Linked DNA regions of Alosa sapidissima: region 2 is linked to region 1. Evidence: chromatin contacts called from public Hi-C data. All regions are on one chromosome and are shown on one strand. Each heading gives the region's core, a stretch centred on a gene start, on an enhancer-like site or on the middle of the called end of the contact. The rest is flanking DNA. Distances are from core to core; before and after follow the strand shown. Region 1 holds the start of mthfs (5,10-methenyltetrahydrofolate synthetase (5-formyltetrahydrofolate cyclo-ligase)). Region 2 holds the start of adamts17 (A disintegrin and metalloproteinase with thrombospondin motifs 17).

Region 1 (6,343 bases), core at 1,240-3,739:
TGTTCCAGGATGTGAGAGGCAATGTGTTGATGTCCTCTAGGCTGGTCACTCGGAGCATGTCCATATGGCTGCTGTTCGTCAGGTATTTGGGGATGAAGCACACTTTGCCTTTCCCTAAGGCATCTTCAATGATCTCCTCTGTACGAATTTCATCATGCATGCTCAGGAACACAGCGATCCGCTGACTGCTGTGGTATTTTGGATGACGGAACAGCTAATGACACAGATAAATAGTCACAATTGTGTCAGCATTTTCTTATATTATTAGCCTAGACTGAATGCTAATCTATTTAGCTGCACATTGTTTTTAAATGGTATCGATTAATGTCACTTTAAACTGAACAAATTGTATGGTTGAGTCCACTACTAATGGTTTCTTACTACAAATAAATTAATCTTTCTTAAATGACTTGATAGTCAAGAGGCCAATATACCACTACTATTAGGCTACTAAGCCCACTACTAGGCCTACAACTAGTCCTACAACTATTTGTATTATTGTAATGTGTAGGCATATAATAATAATAATAATGTTATTATTGTTGTTATGATGTTGTTAATGGTGATGACATGTGTTAGCATAAGCATGTGAAGATTATCGCTTGTTCAAATTACCACAGTTCAGCAGGTCAACAAACATCAACAAACATCACGAAATGCAACAGAAAACAGAAAAAGGAAAGGATTTTAAATGTTCGCTTTGCGGATGGGTGGATATTCAAAAACAGCTTTATTGACATAATTGTCAATTTAGCCTACTGTATTGTGCAACGAAATGTAACATCTAAATGCATTGATTTTGTAAAAAAGTTCCTTGTGTACGCAAAAGAAAAACTATCACCATGCCCCAGTCAGAAACTTGACAGCTGCAGCTATGGAGCCTGATTAGTGTCACGAGCAGCGAATGCTGCAGCACATGCATGCAAGTGGAGACTTTCTTCTTCCATTTTTACCTTTTGAGAGGCAACACGAGACTGGCGAACCTTCTCTTGATCAGTCAAAGCGGCAACCCGTTTCTTTATTTCTTTTCTCAAAGCCTGCTTGGCTGCTCGTAGTGCGGCCATGCTGCTGTCAAACTCCCCAAGGGCCGCCGTCGTGGATGTCAGCTCTCCGAAACTCCGGATGTAAATGGAAGAGGCTAGACTGTGGAAGAAGAGGCTAGACTGGACATAAGATTAATGCAATGTCACTGCTCACACAGCAGCCTCTGAGGTTGATCAACACATAGGCTAGTATCTGATCTTACCACATGTTCGTCTAACCCCCCCTCCTCCTCATAACCACATTGGATAGCACAGTGGGCGTGTCTTTCAGCCTACGTCTGTTTTTCTACTGTACTTCCGTTTTAGTAATCAACAGGGAAAGACGCTTGTGCGACGAAGTATTAATTTATAGGCTAGACGCCGGTCTACAATAGTGTAGTAGAGCCCCAAGTAAAAGTTAGGATGTAGGCTAATATTCTTTATGATATAGTCTAAAAACTATTTGGTTCAGAGGAACACCGCGAAATGTATCAGATGTGAATCTCATTTCCTCATATTTGTATAAAACAATATTACTGATAATATGATCAAAGTAAACATATTATTGTTATTGTCTTAACATGACGTATGATTGCTCAACAAAACAATCGTTGTCTGTCCATTTATTGCGTCATCGTCAAGATTACAGTGGGGGTTGGAGTGACAAAAAGTAACAAACAGACTGTTTCTGGGTGGGGGTAGGGAGCAGAGGGAAAACAACCACCCTCTAACACCCTATACGGTTTCCGTCAAAATTCTTTAAACCTACAGACATATTTTCCGAATTTTAAGCACCTCAAAAAGTTGGAAGAAGCCGTCTTAAACTATTCAGGCGTCGGAGAGGTAAGTCGAGACAACTTGTCAAGAAGTTACTTAGCAAGCTAGCATTAGCTTATTGAATTGCTTCTGGGCAGTGTCACCGAAACCTCCAGGAAAACTGACCTATATAAAATATATCGGACACGAAATTACTTATTTGTCATGAACATACCTTTGACAGATATGTGCAAATCATTATTTTAATTTTCAAATCGAAGTTCAACGTCAAATATTGTATTTTTTTTTTACAATACTGTCAGGGATTTGCAGTAGCCTAGTCTCGAAGGGGAAGTTCGCATAATTAAACTGTGTGGTTGGTGAGAGAGATGTTTTCATAACTTGATGGTTATTGAAAGGACGCACTGGGTACGAATATTGGCATATAACTTTAGATGTCACCAGATGTTTTTGGGTAATGTTAGCCTGTTTCATGACGGACAGAGGTGGTAAACTAGCTTAGCCAGCTTAACACCACGACAGATGTCTTTAAATGGCTGTCGACAAATGCGTTAGCAGCTAAGTTTGACAGAATTCGAACCAAAGTCTTGTAGCCTTAATCCCTGACAATGGTTAATTTGTTGCTTTTGCTGAACGCTGTTACAGTAGCCGTGAAACATTGGTTCCCCCCTGATATGATTAACCTCAGTGTTCCAATTGTCATGTCTTTTTAAATGTTGAAGAAAAAAAGAATGTGTGATTGGCTTTACGTTTGTTCAATGGTGATGTGGAAATGGGCGTGATTATAGGCGCGCATCCAATGACAGAACAGTAGGTGTTTACTTTGAGAATTAGATGGTGGTATTTTCTGCTTATGATGTCGGGCTTTATCTGGTGGCACAGACACGAAGAAAGAAAGGTGTAGCAAAGGGGGATTTGGGACAATCTTGAGGTACGTCGGATTCAAAGTTACATTTATTTCACGTGGGAGCAGGTAGAAAGACCGCATAGACACTTATCTGACATTCGATGGTGTCTAAATATGTTCTCTCATCTTAAAATGGTTCAAACATTTGAACAAAAGGACACTGTTTAGACAGGAAATACAAGAGGAATACAACAGCTAGTGTTTTCGCTAACACGACAGCATACCATGAATATTCTTACATTTGTGTAATAATAATGTAAGTAAAGGTGTTGAAAGCATCGAAACATTCATCTGAGTCCCAATTGCTTGGTGTGTAGACAAGCTAGTTTTGTTAAAGGTCAATTGGTTTACTGAAAATATCTCCAGTCCTAGCAAATGAGACAGGGGGGTAGTGAAAGCTATTTTTAAAGGCTGTGCGATAGTGCAATGTCCTCAATCATATTCAGTAGGCTATAATAATACTACTAATAAGAAGAAGAAGAATGCACAGTGGGAGGAGGAATAAGACCCATGCTGTCTCATTTGAATGACCCATTGAACTACTGATCTGCTTGTTATTTTTTGATGGGTAAATGAAAACAATTATGTCTGACATCAAGCTGCCTGCAGAGCTGTCACTTTGTGTTGTCTGGCAGCTTGTTACCTCAGAAACTTCAGCTTTCCCCCTACTGACAGGTCAGTGTCCTTTACATAAAGTGACACATGTGCATCACATGAAGAAATATTAGTAGAATGAATCTATCAAGCCTACAATTTCCCTGGTATCGGCTTTGAAGTAGTCTGAATTATGTAATCTGGAAAAATATCTGGGTTATTACATTTAAAAAAAAAAAAAAAGACTATGTGTACTGAATATATCTATCAGTATCTATGGTTTTGCACTAGCTGTATCCTATCAGAACACTTGGTGCTTTAATACTGATTCAAAATCAAGGATATTATAAATTAGGCTAACTATACCTAGCTGTCATACATCCTTAATTCATTTTCACCCATAATAGGTTATGGTGATATATGGAGCATTAGGCCTAGTCCTCCCCAGAAGGTTGGAGTTCAGATGGTTTGGGTTAGGGTTAGGCTTTTGTTTATTCCACACAATGTTTCTAAAGGCCTACTGTTACAATAGTGTGAGGTACTCTCTTTTGAGAGTGGGTGAACCATTCATGTTTGTTTTGACCCAAGTTGTAAGCTGTCCAAGTTCATACACTGCTCCATCTAAAACCAAACTATGGACTAGAATAGAAAGCAGTTCTGGCATTTGTCTGTTTGTGCAGGTCTGCTTGTGGATACCTACCTTCATAAAGACACAGAGTTAAATACCCTGGGAACAAGTATACCAATAACAATGGATAGCATACCGGTACCTACTTTGCAGTCTGCACTATTGTGTAAAACATTGGTTAAATTAGTACACTAAATTTCTAAAGCCTGAGCCCATTCTCTTTTGAAGCAATAGGAAAAGGAACCTGCACTGTCTAAATAATAATCTAATTTTGACTACCTTCGCTACAAAGCTCAGTTGCCACATCATCATGTGAGTAGTTTTCTTTAAGGTGTGAGGAAGAGGATGAGGAGGATGTTTTTCATTGGACATTTACATGTCAGTTATTCATTCAGTTATCGTTTCATGTTGAAGAAGAAGTTGGTGGAGCAGGTCTGCTGCAGAGCTTGCTCTGTTTGCTCCCTACTGGTATTGACTGCAGTTCCTCAGAATAGATTAAATCAGAGTCTTCTTTTGAGACCACTGTTGAGATACATTTGTGTGTAAGTGTTGCTCAATGAGACTCTTTCATGACACAAGTGAGAGCTGGGAAAGCATGAGTAACATGAATGATGACGGGTAATGATGACCAAATTTTGGGTAAACTTTTACAACGAGAAGTGTGGAATTATTATGTAGCTACATACTGGCCCTGTAAGTCTGTAAGGTTGTTACAGGCCAGTCCCACTGGTTTTACAGTAGACTGCATTTGGCCTGCAGAGAGGCTTACTTTACATACATTCAATATGGGACAAAAAGGAGCCTGTTCTACATACCCTACGGCCAGCGCCATTAATCAGTATGTTGTTTAATTGGCCGTGTGTCACAGCCACAATGCCAGAGGCAGAGACAAGAAGCATTGCAGAAGTTAACTTAGCACCCTCAGTCCTACATTTTATTGTTATTGAGGCGTTACATATTGTGAGTGTGTGTGTGAGTGTGTGCTCTGGTTGGCATAGAGTGTGTGTGTGAGTGTGTGCTCTGGTTGGCATTAAGTACACTCACCAGTGATACTGTTTGGGAAATGTTGTTTGTGTGTGTGTGTGTGTGTGTGTGTGTGTGTGTGTGTGTGTGTGTGTGTGGGGAGCTGTAGCCAACTCGTGTTTATATATGAGTGAGTAGGCTATAGGCACTTTTCTTTTCCTCTGTATCATTAAACAGATTTTAGTCATTTTTATCCAGCTTTTATGTACTTTTTCTTTACAGGAACAATTAGAGCTGTTTTGAAGTTTAGATTAAAGATTGACTCAGTGAGGCCTCCTCTACCGTGCCCTCCCCCAACCTACTGATAACGGGCTTATGATCATGTTAGCTCGGCTGCTCTCTCTGGTTTGTTTTGCACAGCATGGATCCAAATGGGTTTGGTTCAATTGGCATGAGAAAAATCTTAATGCGATGATGTCTCTCTCTCGCGCGCACGCTCACTCTTTCGCTCTCTTGCCTGCCCTGGTTCCCAAACTTGCGTGGTATTTATTTTTGTTAATTGTGAAGCTAATATCAAGACAAACTTGTTATTATGGTGTAGCAGGTTAAACTGAAAATTGATAACCTTTAAGAGATCTCCTGAGGTTGGGGTCATGCAAGTACAGACTGGCCAATAACAGTCAGTCTTTTGCGGGAACAGTGTAGGGTTTGGTGAAGTGTTGCTGATGAAGAATATTCTTAGCTTCATGCTTTTGGAGATGAATAAATCCAGATTAAACATTAGCTACAGATTTTTTGCTGATCTCCAAAAGTACAGCACTGACTGCACTAATACATATCTTGATTGAAGTTGGCACCACTCAGAGAGGAAAGTACTTCTTTACGCTGAAGTAGAGGCTTGACAAATCCAGCCTGATCTATGTAATCTAGCCCTGTAATCCATGTAACAGTTTATGCTGCCTCCCCCTCGCCGTTGTTTCCAGCATGTCACAACGCTCTAACTTTTGTGAACTTCAGTCTCCAGGTGCGGTCATCCCACAGTGGCAGAGTGTGTTCTTTCATTGATTCTCTGGCAGCCTCCAACTTTCTCTCTCTCTGACCAAAGATGACCTTCAGAGATTATGTCAAGGCTACGGCTGGACTAGTTCCCCTGTGACTAAAAGTTGAAGGCATTAATGGGGGGAGATATTGAATATGGTTTTGTTTTCTAAGCCTTGCTTTCAGATGCGTGCAGCTCAGCTCAAGTTGTCCTGGGAGACCATTTCATGTTATCCTAGCCCAGATCTCCCAGCAGCCCCCCCCCCCGTGCTAGAAATGCCCACCTGTGTCGCCTCTGTACCCGGACAGAGATGAAGTGAAGCCAGGTTCCTGATTTCTTATCAGTAGTCCCCTAGGCAAGACAGCGCAGCTTGGTTGGATTGAGGCTGTTGTGGAGCCCTCTTTGCATTTCCA
Region 2 (5,857 bases), core at 968-3,467, 160 kb before region 1:
TGACCTCTAGGGGGACTCTGTCACCACAGTCCTGACTCAGGACTGGAAGGTGGAGCAGCCCTGTCTCAGTTCTGACAGGTACAGTATGCATGCATATCTCCTCTCACTTGGTGCCAGTGCTTAAAATGTCCTTCCTCTCTTCTGTATTGCACTCTTTGTCTCGGTATTGCCATTTGTGTCATATAAGGACAAATGTGTGTCAGCTATTTGCCACAGAAATGTCAATTCAGTCTGGTCTGTTATAGGTGTTCGTCTCTTCAGGACACTTTCAGTAGGCAATCAGCAGCAGACTGGAGCTAAAAGAAATGCATGTCTTCCTTCCTCGCTGATTTTTTTCCAGGCTGTCTTTGTCATCCAGAAAAAGGCTGTCAGCTATCAATCACAATTTTTGTTTTTAATCCTTCTCACAAACTCTTGCACAGGGACACTGAATTTCCCTTTTGGTCTACAAGGCTCTCAACTGATTAATCTGCAGATCTCTCTGACTGTTGTATCTTAAAAGTATAATCTTACATCTCAAGCTCGCCCCTGAGCCTCTGATGTCATTTTACCCACACCGTTGTTTGAGAAGTCCTTGGGGGAACGTCGTCAAAGAAAGTGAGAAATCAAAGCCACCAAAATGGGATTAGTCCTTTTCCTTGACCCTCCCATAAAGGGCTGCACACATCACTGAGGATCCATTCAGACTCCATGCACACTATAGAGGAGGATTACACAAGCCCATATTCCCATGTTAGAAAGGGGAGCTTAATTTCATTCAAGTCACTTCCTCATGGGGCCTGGGCTGTCAGCTTTCAAGCCTGGCGATTCAGGCAGCGCATTCATCAGCCGGCCATTCCCACATCACCCAGAATGCAGCGCTTGATAATCTCCTTCCTTGGCCACATGACTCCACTGTGCTATACAGTGTAGCATGTGGCGGTCATGCATTTATTCTGACCAGTATGCACATACTGTATGTGAACCTGGCCAGCCAGGCAAAGTGCACACAGCTCCCACATCTTCAAATAGTCCAACGTTATGCTGGGAGCAGTGACCCCCAAGACTGTAGCCTACTCAAAGGCATCTGATGTCAGTGTCACAGTAGGCTATAGATGTTGAGAGGGACAAGATAAAAGGGGAGAAACCTGCCTATTCATGTAATAGGCACAGCCCAAAAATATGAGTTTACAGTATGAAAACAGCAAACCTGAGTGTTTGTCAAGTCTAGGCCAGTCCAATAGCGTAATCCACTTTCTTTTGATTTGCCCCATAAAACACTGTCCGGAGCAATTGCAGCAGAAAACCCGATGCAATTGCAGCAGAATTTAATAGAGTGCAGTGTTTATGTTACTGTGGAGTTGCGTACTGGCTGGCAAGCATAGCAAATGCGGCAATCCATATCATGTGGCAGTAGCATTCACTTCGGATGCAGTGTTGGGATTGGGGGGGGGGGTCGTCTGCAAGCGATTGTCTGCCCCCACCCCCCTGAGGAATCCATAAAACACTCCTATTGTTGAAAAAGGCAGCAGCCGCCGCATGTAGGCTATACTCTGCAGACAGAACATCACAGAGCAACCTGAAACACAGCACAGTGTGGTGGTTAAAAGTTACTGTAGACTCCAGGAGCAGCATGTCTGGGTGCAATTAAAATCATTGTCTGGCTGCTTGCAATTAGGACACAATCAGCTACTAGGCTACAGTTTAGAAAATGAGCTCTGCCATATTTTCTGGCATGCATTTACAGAGTTTCACGGGGATAAATTGCTTTTACTGACTACGCACTAATAAGATGCATTCATAAGATACTCGCTTCGGAATGAACACTGTAATTAGGTCCCCACGCGTTGCTGACAAACCACTTCCATCCCATTTCCGACAGTCTACTTAAAAGGGGATTGCAGTTACTAAAATATGAACTAACTTATATCATTAATAGGCTACTTTCGGAGTGCGTTACATTGTAACAAAGAGTTTGAGGAGTTCATTGTATTTTCTATTGATTGTAGCCTAGTTCTAAGGTCGCTTTGCAGCATTGAAAGACCACGTGTACGGTTTCAGCCCACCAATGAGATTGATGGTGTCGACGTCGAATTGAGCACCACAGATCTGTTTTCATAAAATAACTAGTCCAATCCGAGCGGCGAAGAGGAGGTGTCGAGAGTGGTAGGCGTGTCGCTTGCCTCAAGTTCAGTTTGCCTGCAGTTGTGTGATTAATTTCCCAAACTTTCGCGAACTTCGCTTCAGACCGTACTTGCTTTGCCAGCGCGCACGTCCTCCACACTTTTCAATCCTTCGAGTCATTAACATGCATGGCATCCATGCTCTTGAGTTTATTGTGTCTTCAGTGCTACTATGCATCGGATTGAGGGCAATGGCAGGTAAGGCTTAGCACAATAGTAACACCTGCATATGTAACGAAACTGCATCAGACATCTTCCTGATGTTGCGTGCATGCAAATATTAGTAATAGACAATCTATCACTGTTTTATTACGACTTGTTACGAGATATTTTTCCCTGTAGCCTGCTAGTCTTGTACGTGCAGGCAGCTTCAGAGTCAGTGAACAGACTGCGCTGTGACCGGCCGGCATGACTGTTTATTTCTGTGAATATTTTAAACTAAGCCACTTCTCTGTCCGATGAGCAGTTTTCCTCCAGGATCACCCTAAGATTTGGTAACCCAAAGCGTTGTTTTTTTTGTCAAACATAAGTGAAAAGCAGCCAGGGTTGCTTGCACACTGCAGTAAAGATGCATCACTCATACAGGGAAAGTTACTCCAAAACCACTGCTTAGAAATTTTGCTGGCAACAGATCATCATATTTTCATCCACGTTTCCCCCCCCCCACAAACAAACTAGGTTGTTTTGTCTTCTGCCTTGGCCCCTTCTTCCCCTTCCCTTCCCCTCCCCCTCCCCCCCTCCACAGCACAGTCTGGGTCTGAGACAGATCTGGTGGTCCCCTATGAGTTAAACGGAGAGGAGGTTCACCTTCTGCAGGAAGCACTGGGGCGGAGTGGGCTCAGGAGCCAGCGTTCAGTCCAACATCCAACAAGTCTGCGGGACAACTTGTTCCTCTCCTTGCCGGCGTTTGGACAGGAGCTGTACCTGCAGCTCCGAAGGGACGACTCCTTTATATCCGATGGCTTTGTCGTGGAAGAGCGTGCGGAGGATGGGACCACCGTACGGCAGGCGCCCGCCCTGGAGACGAGCCGGGGCTGCTTCTACACCGGATCAGTCCTCAACCACACCAACTCCTTCGCGTCTGTCAGCACGTGTGGTGGTCTGGTAAATACACTTGCGTTCATGTGGTCTGCCCAGTGTTGAGTTGTGTGTGACGAGCCACATTGCATGGGATGGACGTGTGTGTGTGGGTGGGGTGGAGGGTCCAGAATCTTGCGTAAGTGTGAATTTTGTCCTGTCAAAATGTCCTAAGTGTAACTTTAAGGTGTTGATGCACAATGCATGTGTTCATGTACATGCACAGGCGCACACACACACACACACACACACACACACAGACCAAAGCTCTGCACGTACACACAGACTTGTAGCACATCTGACACAGAAAAGGTGTCACACTGACCTAGATTTAGTCAGTCTGACCAGAGATGCGCAGGTCTTGGCCTTGCTGTGTACAGCGGTGTGGCTGATGTTTGGCTAGACTGCCACGGCAGCGGCGGACGGTGGGGGTGAGTTGGATGTCCTCTCTCCTCCCCAAGGGGAGCGTGAGAGCGAGCGAGCGAGCGTCTGCTGGCTCAGGGCCAAGCTGAGGTCAGTCCTTCTCCCTCGCTGCATTCTCCTCGCTGTCGCTGCCCAATCCGTCAACCCGGCTGAAGGGGATGAGTAGCACCATTGTGACAGACGGACAGGCAGTCAGGCGGCTGATTTGTTGGGTCCTGCTCAAGGAGAGTTAAGAAGTCAGGGTGAGGATAGGGTTGCTCTGCCCACCTCCTTCTATTCAGTCATTTCCCCCCCCCCCCCGCGCCCCCCCTCCCGCAAAACCCCCTAAATCTGGTCCTTCCCAGCTTCTCGTTTGTGTGGACGTTGTGTGGATGATCAGACAATTGAGTTGTGAGTTATTTGTCTCCTTCTTGGCTTGTGTTTTGGAATTCCCGTGGTGTGCTGGACTGGAATTGCGCTAGAATGTGTTGCGGTACAGTACTGTCAGGCGAGACTGTCACTTCCATTCACGCATCTCGCACGCCGTGTGAGAGCCTGCGCCTTTAGTTTGGACGGTGAAAGACCGTATTATTTCAGCTTTAAAGCAGTGGCCTCCTACTATGTCTCAAAAGCCTCTCTCCCTTCAAAAGTCACTCTGGGAAGAGTATAACTATCTGGAAAATGAGGTCATGATGCTTGTAGAAATTGTATTCCTGTCTGTCTGGAAGTGCACCAAGTCACGATCACTCACACTGTGGCACAGGCTCAGCTGCAGTCTCAGATGTGCGCAGCCTCCTCAAGCAATCTGAATACCCACTGTGAGTTTGGTCTCGGTTGATTCATAGCTATCTGTACTTATACTGTTACTTATCAGGCTCCGAGGATACCACCTGCCGTTTTCACCTTGGTCACTTGCCCAATGGAATGAAATGTAGGTCAGAATTGAGAACAGTTGAAGCGTGACCTGTGAATCACAACGGTGGCACTTAGAGACAGTTTTATTTGTGCTGTTAAATCACTTGGTTGTATTTGGCTGACGCTCAGTTCAAACAAAACCCCTCATAGCTGAGCTCCGTTGGGGGGAAGGCCCAATCTGATCGTATGCGTGTCTGCGGGCACTTTCAGCAGAGAAGGCTGGCGACTAAGTGGGGCCTAATTGCCTGACTCAGGAGGATTCCAGACAATGTCTTCTTAGTAGTCACTCGGCAACCGAAAACCGTGCTATCACACCTGTTGTTCGGAGGGTTAGTCTAACCTCGGGCCACTCTATTTCATGACCGCAAGTCCAGCTCCATCAATGATGTTAAGTAGTGTTTGCTCACTTAGGTACTAATACTCCACACTGCATCTGGACACTTCTCATCTGTGAGAAATGTGTGTTTTGTCTGAGTCGTGTAGTGTGCTACAGGTTAATGCTAGTTATTATGCAACAGGAGTCCGCTTTTGTACCGTCTTTGTCATTATCTCTTATTCACCCAAAGACCATTCACCCTCACAGTCTGTGCTAGGCAGCCTATTTGGAGGTTGGGATTGTCTTCGAGTGGAAATTGCATGTATTTATACAGATGCTTTTGATTGTTGTCGAGTTTTTTTAATCCCAGCATGTCCCCGCGGTGACCTGAGAAGTGACTGCATGGCAACCATTGTTGACTGCACCGAGACAGTTGGTTCATTTATTTAAATAGATTTCCTGGCTGAGTGATTGGGCTTTGCCCACGGGCGAAGTGCCTGGGGCCCGGGGAAAGGAAAGAGACCAATCTCATGCTCGGCTTTTCCCCAGGCACTCTGACATTTATTTAGTCAAGTCTGCGCAGAGATGGAGCTGGGGGGGGGGGGGGGGGGCTCCTCTGCTGGTGTGGGGTGTGTGTCACCGAGTGCCAAGACATGTCACTCATGACTGCAGTCTAGATCTTCCATTCCTTCGGAGGTTGACAGTGTGTGAGGAATCAGAGCAGCTCTGCTAAGTGTTCTGATAAGTGTGATTTTAAAAAGTTTTGATTGATTAATGTCAAGGGAAACTAGCATCGTGTGGCCTTTATTTTTCAGATTTTTTTTGGAAATCCCATTATTATTTCAGTGTGACTGGCGAAACATTGGAGATGAAATAACACTCTTTTTTTCTAAGCTGTTGCCATGGTAATGATATTTTGGGCAAAGTTTGTCACTATTGATGTAGGCCAACAAATGGTACTGAAAAGATGCCCAGCAGAGTATAT

Evidence for each region. A called contact is a pair of places that touch in the nucleus more often than the background predicts.
Region 2: a contact with region 1 is called in a Hi-C map of muscle, with 3 times the contacts expected there. The contact joins the promoter of adamts17 here to the promoter of mthfs in region 1. A contact is called at or near these places in 2 of 2 Hi-C or Micro-C datasets (both in muscle).

Annotation. Positions count from the first base shown.
Region 1 is chr14:18,468,196-18,474,538 of fAloSap1.pri, reverse strand. mthfs (5,10-methenyltetrahydrofolate synthetase (5-formyltetrahydrofolate cyclo-ligase)) reads right to left here and starts at 2,489. Exons shown (of 4, transcript XM_042061107.1): 1 at 2,407-2,489; 2 at 954-1,163; 3 at 1-214. The coding sequence starts at 1,064. It overlaps zfand6 (AN1-type zinc finger protein 6), which reads left to right and starts at 1,377. Exons shown (of 7, transcript XM_042061105.1): 1 at 1,377-1,865.
Region 2 is chr14:18,632,538-18,638,394 of fAloSap1.pri, reverse strand. It overlaps adamts17 (A disintegrin and metalloproteinase with thrombospondin motifs 17), which reads left to right and starts at 2,217. Exons shown (of 23, transcript XM_042062347.1): 1 at 2,217-2,360; 2 at 2,908-3,266. The coding sequence starts at 2,288.